Linked DNA regions of Sus scrofa: region 1 is linked to region 2. The links are chromatin contacts, called in public promoter capture Hi-C maps. All regions are on one chromosome and are shown on one strand. Each heading gives the region's core, a stretch centred on a gene start, on an enhancer-like site or on the middle of the called end of the contact. The rest is flanking DNA. Distances are from core to core; before and after follow the strand shown. Region 1 overlaps NCOA2 (nuclear receptor coactivator 2). Region 2 overlaps NCOA2 (nuclear receptor coactivator 2).

Evidence for each region. Promoter capture Hi-C pulls out the DNA fragments that hold promoters and counts their contacts.
Region 1: a contact with region 2 is called in a promoter capture Hi-C map of liver, with 2.0 times the contacts expected there. The contact joins two enhancer-like sites. A contact is called at or near these places in 1 of 5 promoter capture datasets (liver) and 3 of 47 Hi-C or Micro-C datasets (liver and skeletal muscle).

What each region holds. Positions count from the first base shown.
Region 1 is chr4:65,092,401-65,096,842 of Sscrofa11.1, reverse strand. The region is part of intron 2 of NCOA2 (nuclear receptor coactivator 2); the gene reads right to left. Among named protein-coding and RNA genes, the nearest start is that of NCOA2, 140 kb to the right of the region's middle. Within about 2 kb of position 3,157, at least 4 of the 83 cell types and tissues checked have an H3K27ac peak or open chromatin away from gene starts, as enhancers often do. A contact at or near this core is called in liver, where this site is marked.
Region 2 is chr4:65,019,711-65,024,120 of Sscrofa11.1, reverse strand. All of the region lies in intron 1 of NCOA2 (nuclear receptor coactivator 2), which reads right to left. Among named protein-coding and RNA genes, the nearest start is that of NCOA2, 68 kb to the right of the region's middle. Within about 2 kb of position 3,125, at least 16 of the 83 cell types and tissues checked have an H3K27ac peak or open chromatin away from gene starts, as enhancers often do. A contact at or near this core is called in liver, where this site is marked.

The DNA.
Region 1 (4,442 bases), core at 1,908-4,407, 73 kb before region 2:
GCTGGCGGCATGCAAAATGGCACAGCTGCTGTGGAAACTGTAAGATGACTCTTCCAAAAAATTAAACACAGAATAACCATGTAACTCAGGAATTCCACTTCTAGGTAGATACCTGAAAGAACTGAAAGCTGGGACTTGAACAGATATTTGTACACCTATGTTCACAGCAACATTTTTCACGATAGCCAAAAGGTGCAACCAACCTAAGTGTCTACTGACAGATAAATAAAATGTGTGTGTGTGTGCGTGTAAACACATACACAACCAACCTAAGTGTCTACTGACAGATAAATAAAATGTGGTGTGTGTGCGTGTGTGTAAACACATACTCAATGAAATATTATTCAGCTATGAAAAGGAAGGAAACTTTCAATTATGCTACAAGATGAATGAAGCCTGAAGACATGCTAAGTGCAAAAAGTCACAAAAACACTAGAATCTCTTGTGTGAGCTTCCAGAACAGTCCATTTCCTCCAGGCAGAAAGAAGAATGATGGTGGCCAGGGAATTCACAGGGGAGGGGAGAGAGGTGGAAGAATGGGTCATTAGTGTTTAAAAGGTACAGATTTTCGACTGGGGAAGATGTAAAAGTTCTGGAGATGAATATTGGTGATGGTTGTGCAAGAATGTGACTATACCCAGTGTCACAGACCTGTACACTTAAATGTGGTTAAAGTGGTCATTTTATTTTTAAAATAAAAAAAATTTTACCACAATTTTACCACAATTTTCTTAAAATTCTAGTAAGACATACCTTAGTTACAAAATGTCAAAAATGTCCTCATATTGAACTTTGATTATATTGTCTACATTTTCATTAGTGCCTCAATGTTCTTCGTCAGCTGCCAAGATGTTAACATTTACTTTCATTCTTAAGAAAACAAAACAAAAGTAAGCTTTTAAAATTCAGTGGTTAGACTAAAAATTATCTCTAGCCTCTACGAAAGGAAGCCAAAGGACAACATACACACACATGACCAATCCTTTAGGAAGAAGACATCTGGTCTGTTCTATAATGACCTCGATCAGTTCACAGGGGTGTTGTGTGCCCACAGTTTCCAGAGATTCATGTTAGTTTATCAGTAGTCTAATGTTACCCCAAATTTACTAAACAGAAGATAAAACCAGGTGCCAACTAAGCAAGAGAAGCTCAACAAAAAGGTTAGAGAGCAATCACTATCTCAGAAGTGAGAGAACTAAGAAGAGTTTAGGCATCTAAGAGCTCCCTGAAGCAAGCTATGAAAAGCACGCATGGACAAGTCTATTTAATCCAAGCCCATGGATGAATCCTGATTCACTTCCACTTTACAGCGGAATCAAATAAGTGATAGACACTAATTCAAAAGCAAAAACACTGGGACAAAAGGAGACCAAGGCTTTCAAGGCTGGACCCAACCACAGAATCCATGAGGCTTGGCAAGCGTACCACCGTGTGCTGGAACTGCGCCATCGCCCCTGCACCGCAGACCTGCAGGTCTGCAGACAGGGCTACTTAATCACTTCTGGGCCTGATCATCGCCCCTCCCCCCCCCTCCCCCCCACCCGGGGCGCTCCAGGCCATGGCTCTAACAAGAGGACCTGGCGCCAGAGGTGATGCCTGCTTGCCATCTCACACCAGGATGAGCCTGGAAGAGAGACATGGGGTGGCCACGCGTCACACAGAGATCATCCAGAAGAACCTGTGCCAGTGGAGAGATGCCACCGCAACAGGGCAGATTTTGCAACATTAGCAGCTACAGGAGTGGAAATTGAATGTGTGGCTTTGAGGCAGCCACCTCTCTTTCTTAAGCCTGTTTTAGAGATGAATAAAGATCCAAGCAAGCCTTCTGTAATAGAATAAACTGTCGTTCTTTGAAGACAGACCTTTTACTCTTGATGGGAATGAAGAATCAAGGGGCACGATGAGGGACATATTCTTAGAGTTTTTTTTTTTGTCTTTTTTTTTTGTCTTTTTGTTGTTGTTGTTGTTGCTATTTCTTGGGCCGCTCCTGCGGCATATGGAGGTTCCCAGGCTAGGGGTTGAATCGGAGCTGTAGCCACTGGCCTACGCCAGAGCCACAGCAACGCGGGATCCGAGCCGCATCTGCAACCTACACCACAGCTCACGGCAACGCCGGATCATTAACCCACTGAGTAAGGGCAGGGACCGAACCCGCAACCTCATGGTTCCTAGTCGGATTCGTTAACCACTGCGCCACGACGGGAACTCCTCTTAGAGTTTTGTTGTTAGAAAAATGACTCGCTAGTAAAGAAAAGCTTCCCCAGCAGGAGAAGAAGGTTTCAACTGTCTCTCCAGTTCTGTTCCTTCCTCCTGGGTTCTACTCATGCTACAACCCCAGCTATTCCTAGAAACCCGCTAGCAGAACAGGGTTGGGGTGGCGGGGGTGGGGAGACAGGCAAGAAATGGAAGCAAACTGACACAGGTTTTCAAAGAGAAGACTGCTCCGGAGTGGATCTTGACTGCAATGGGAACCAGGGTAGCTTTTTCACTGCTGTACATGGAAGACGGAAGAGCAGGGCTACATGGTCCAGTCAGGTCAACTGTCTAATTCTATTTCACCTTTAAGCATGACCAATTTCATAAAGAAATCTCATTCTTTACAAGCAAGGCATCTTACTCAGATTATATCAGGGCAAAACCATTTAAGGGACTATATAGAGAAAAAAAAGCAACAGACACATTTAAAAAAAAAAATCAAACACACTTAGTGCTTACCATGTACCAGGTACTGGTCTAAGGTTTTGCTTTTCTTTTCTTTTAATCTATCACTTTACTTTTTTTTTTTTTTTTGGCCACACTTGCAGCATGCATAAGTTCCTGAGCCAGGGATCGAACCTGCGCCACAGCAGTTATCGAAGTCACAGCAGTGACAATGCTGGATCCTTAACCTGCTGAGCCACCAGGCAACTCCAGGCCTAAGCTTTTCTACTGATATTCTTACTTATTTTCCTCACAGCAATATTATTGGGGTAGTACTACCATATCCCCCAGTTACTGAGGCACAGGAAGGTCAGCCAAAGCTGGTAAGTAAAAGGACCAGGATTTGAATTCATGCATGCAGTCTGGTTCCAGAGTTTGCACCCTTAACCATTACACTCTACACGCAAAGAACAGAGCGCACTCATGCTTGATGATCCCAAGTACACAGGCACTGTGCCAGTGAGGGGTTTTGCATGTGGTATCCCGCTGGTTCCTCTAAATGCTGTATGAGACTGGCTTCATCTTCCCCTTTTCAGGATTAAAAAACTGAGACTTAGTCAAGTTAAGTAACTTATTCAACATTACACAATAGAGAGATTGCAAAACACCAGTTATTTATTGGGTGCAAATTATATGCCAGCCACTCTGACACACATTATCACTTTAATCCTCCCAGCAGCCCTGTAACATAGGTATTAATTTATCCCTATTTTACAGCACAGGAAAATGAGGCTTAGAGAGAAGTTTGGTAACCTAATCAGAGGCCGATCAGTCAGAACAAAATTTTAACCTCAGACCAGCTGAGTCCCCAAATCCCTAGTTTTTCCCCTTGGATGTTGCTGTAAATAAAACTTTATGCATATGCTACAAGAGGGAAGGCATTATTAGGGGTACAAAGCTCTGTTTAATAAGCTTATATAAAAAGAGATTCAGCTGTTTAATAAGTTTATATAAAAAGAGAAAAAGGGCCACTTTGCAAATCACTATGATTTCCATTCATGGATCCCTCAACACTTCATTGAGGTCCTTACCAAGTGCAGACACTGGATACAGCAGTGAACCAGTCAGATAAAATCGTTACCCTTCTGATCTTACAATCTAGAGAGCAACACCACAGGTAAATGAGTAAAAGACACAATGTGGCTAGCACTTGAAGGACATCCATGGCTTTGCTTCTCAATGTAAAGCTACTCTGTGCAGGTCGGATCTGCTGATGTGGCTCCATCTGCCAACATCTGTAAAAATGGGACCTGATGTACATACACATCCAGCCTCAAAACATCACTGGAGCTTCAGGGCCCAACTTTCAATACCTCACAGATCTCTCTCCCATACATGTCCAAAACCAGACCCCTCACCTCCTGAGAAAGCTACTCCTCCTCTATCTGCTGCTTCTCACTTTCTATCACCAGGTAAATGTTCTGTAACTCTGCTCTCTCTCTCCATCTTCAAACCCAATCCATTTCCAAGATCTTTAAACTCGACTTCTGCAGTTTCTCATGATCACATTACTTTCTTTCTGATTCCTCTGCAACTGCTGGGAGTTCCTCATCTCTAAAGTCAGCTTCTCCAGGAACTTCTCCCCACGTCAGAGTTCTCCGTTTCTCCACTGAGCCTATGCTCAGTATCGAATAGTGCCCTGGTTCCTTCCTATGGAACATGTGGATAGAAATCACCACACAGTACCAATGCGAGGATTAAGTGTGATAATAAAACAACCATCTATCACAGGATGGAGTAGG
Region 2 (4,410 bases), core at 1,876-4,375:
TAACACCTAGGGGTTGGTTATCTTAAGTTACCTGGAAAAGACAGTTATGTTTCAAAGCATATGGATAAGAAACTAATAGTTTCTAATTAATTTTAGTAATTTCCTCTCCTAAATAAAAACTTCCCATTAGCTGACTTGTTTTAAAGCCTCTCATACTCCCATTTATTTAAGAACAGCCCACATAGAAAACAGTTCTATCACTAAGGAGGGATTCGTTTAATCCCAAACGAATTATTCATAAAAGCATAGCTTTTACTTATAAAAAGCAAACTCCATGTTTAAATTACAACTTTAGCAAAAATGTTTTAACATATTACTTTCAGAATTGTTTTCTTATAAAAATGGTCAAAAGTAAATTTATTATTTATTGTTTCAGCATATAGAAACGATAGCATAAAGCTTTCTTCCTAAAACAAAACAAAATTTAATTTGACCAACACAATGCCAGAATGCTAAAAGCTTAAAACAGGCTCAGCGGGCTAAGAACCAGACATAGTGTCAGTGAGCATTCAGGTTCAATCCCTGGCCTTGATCAGTGGGTAAGGATGTGGCATTGCCACATTGCAGCTCAGATCTGGTATTGTCATGGCTGTGGTGTAGGTCTGTGGCTGCGGCACAGGCCTGCAGCTGCAGCTCTGATTCAACCTCTAGGCCAGGAACTTGCAAGTGCCACAGGTGCAGCCATTAAATTTAAAAAAAAAAAAAAAAAGCTTAAAAAATAACCTAATACATCATAGTAGAGCACATAAGTAACTGCAAAAGATCATCTCAATCTTCAAACTTTTAGTACAGCTCAAATGAGTCTTTGAATTTATTGTAATTCAAAATTCTAGCCTGCTCAAATATAAAATGCTACTAAAAATGTTAAAGTAATTTGAAAAACTACAACTGTATAAATTACATAGAGATATTTTTCTTTTACAGTTCTCTTCAGTTCACTAAGAAAATTTATAGCCAAATGTAACTGAGATAATCCTTCTTTAAGCTAATGTCTAAAATGGTTGCTACGTATTAATTTGTCAACTTTTTAAAAACCTAACACTTTGATGTTATTTTTATATCTACATTTCTTTCTGGCATTAAACTGCACACTACTGAAACAAAGTAAAAATCAGATTTTATCCAAGTTCATTTTAAGCTAAGTTTCATTTTCATGTAGGCTTTATCCTTCAATGCTTACATTTAAATTTTCTAAAACAAACTTCATATTCTATAAGGCAGCAATCAAATATACTGTTAACAAAATCACTGGAGATGTTATGGTCCCAGCAAAGACAGTATGAAAAAAATGTATTTTCACTCACACAGAAACAAATTAGAGTTTTAAACAATAAACCATGACTTACATCATGACGTGAACAGAGATGCCGAAAAGGTTAGAATGAAAAGTCCCCTTAAGGTCAACAGGATTTACTTTTATATTCGTGTCACGTGAATTCCTTTATTAAGGTTTGAAAAAACACCACTTACGAAAAAGAGTCACTGTGTGATGATAGAAACCATTTTAAGATTTATAAATCTTTTACGAAAAATCATGATTATATAGCAAATAGTAACTGGAATTTGAAGGGGTCTGAATTGCTTGTAGCTAAAACTGGATGGAGTAAATACTCCAAAATTCTTCAGTTCTCTAGGAATTTAAAAAAAGAAAAAAAGCTAGTCAATATTTTTTTTGGTTAAAAAACAACTACTCTTGTATCTGAGCAGAGAATATCTGTGCCAAGTTTAAGCCTACTATGAATTCAAACAGCTAGATTTGTAAGCAGGTTTAAAACTCTGCCCAATAATTAGAAAAAAACCACCTACACTAGAACATGCTCCACGGTACTGTGATCTATTAACAGTAAGACTGAGTGGATTTCAAGAACGCTGGTCTGACCAAAACTTTTCCCCAACTTATTCCTAATTCTAGATGGATAAATGAGCCTTTTTCTATGGAAGTTGATAGAAAATTCTACCAAAATCCCCTGTGACAGTTTTAGTCATAAGTTTTATTGTTGATATTACCATTTTTTGAGGAGGGTGGCAAGTACTTTATTAAAAAAGAAAACTTATAATGTGCGTTAAGGTATATGACATAAGATATATTGCTATTTAAATAGATTTTTAACAGCAAATTTAATGCTTCAATCAAACAAATTTTTTTTCCATTTTAAATAACTCATAAGTGACCAATGCTTGCTTTGGCACTCTGAATACTGTAAGTCTATTTAATCTTTAAAGATCAAACTCCAGAAGTCCATAGTTCAGAGAAACACATGCTTTACAAAACCTGGGATGTGGCTGCTTAATACACAAAGGAGTAAAAAGCACCGAACTCATCGCACACTGGAGATGAGAAATAAATTATTCTTCACAGGGCACAGTGTCTATATTTTAGTCATTACCTCAAGTCATCAAAGCAGGCCTGAAAGGTAAATATTATTACCTTCATTTTATAAAGAAACGGAGAAAATTGAGTTTAAATAAACTTGCCTGAAGTTTCACTGCTAGTGGCAAAGCAAGGATTCAAACCTAAGATTTCACATACCAAATTCCATCTTCTTTTCACTCTACCTTCAACCACTGCAATATCTGGCTGCAGCATTTATCAAAGAGTTGGCAGGACCTGTCTTGGCCAGCTGCTTGCAAGCCATGTTCAAAGACTAGCGTTTTTCATTAGCCAATGTCAATGAATTAAAAGACTCAAAAGCAAATTGAACAAAGTCAAGAATCCTAAGAAGCAGGCACTACTGCATCCGGGGGACCCCATGACACAGGGGCTGCAAAATCCTCCCCAGGGCTGCGGGGGCGGGGTGCGGAGGGGTAGCAGGGCAGAATCCCCCAGCTGTGTGCTGCTATTGGGGTGGAAGGGTCTCTGGGGCCCACAGACCCAAGGGTGAGGCAGTATAACTCTGCTCAGTCCTTGGTGGGCCTGATAGGTGAAGCCTCTTAGTCACAGCAATTGTTTCCCTAACGACCTGCTCAGGAGGGTCTTTAACACATTACCAGGCCCTATGAATATCCACTTGCAGCAAAACATTTACGCAACATCTCAAAAGCTCACGGCACATGATTCAGAACAGTCTGCAGTTCACCAATGTGCCAGGGCATGGAGGTCTGGGGACTGCTGGCCTGGGCGCTCTGTGGACACAGCCAATGAAGCCAGGACACTGATGGACAGCATTATCTGCCGTGTCAGCTGAGTGGTGCTGAATGCCACCAGGCCCTCCAGGGACCTGCTCAAGCCAGGACACTTCAGCCAGGCCAGTTCACATCACCATGCCCTTTGCCTGACCAATACGGCATACCTCCTTTCTAAGAGCGGGAATGCTGGTCAGCTATCCCATTGGGCAATAAATGCTTTGTGCAGAAATATGCTTATAATTGTGAATTTCACTTCTTCCTTCTTTTCACCATTTCCTCTCCTTTTTGTTTCTGCTGCTTCTACCCTCCTCCAGCTCTTCAAAATTCCACCATTCAATAACCCTTTCACTAACTAGTCTCTCTACAGAATCTCTTCAATACACTGCTGCCTAACTGATCTTTAAAACAGCTTTTATCATGTCAAGTTCTTTCAATGGCTGTACATTGTGAAATGAATCAATTCTTAACACCTCTAACTTTTCACAACTAATTTGTATCCTCCCTGTTTATTTATCCAACCTAATTTCCTGCTTCAGATGGACACCAAAGAACTAAATCAGCCTCTATAATTAAACAATCACCAGTCAGACCAAGTCAGCCTACCTGCTTCCTAAGGTGTCAACACTTGTCATTTCCACAGTGGAAACTTCCAACAGTTGCCCACTGCTGACATAAATTCAAATTCTTAATAAGACACTGAAAATTCTCCATGATCTGGCCCCAAAGTATTTTTGCTGTCTTCTGCTTACTACAACCAACATGAGGTCTTGTTCTCTGACAGACACAGAGATCGCAGCCCCTCCTGGCGCAGACCACTCTAGCTTTCCCTACATCTGTGTCAAGATGCTCACCTTGAATTCATATCCCCATTCGCTCTATTAACATCCTTCCCATCTTTCAAGGTTACTTCTGAGAAGTAGATCTCTCTAGTCTGTGTTTCCACAAACCTTTCTTTATATCACTTATCAGTCTCTATCTCGTATTTCAGTTACCTTCTCTTTTAGAGCAGGAAGCTCTTAAGAGCAGGGGGTTCTGGCTTGACCTTTACATCAATCCTAATAACTTGTAGCCACAGTACCTTTCTTTCTCTCTCTCTCTCTCTCTTTTTTTTTTTTGGCCGTACCCGTAGCATATGGAAGTAGTTCCCAGGCCAGGGACTGAATACAAGCCGCAGCTGCAGGAATGCTGGATCCTTAACCTAATGCACCAGGCGAGGGATCAAACCCATGTCTCAGCAGAGAAACAAGCTGCTGCAAAATTAACACTGGATCCTTAGCCTACTAT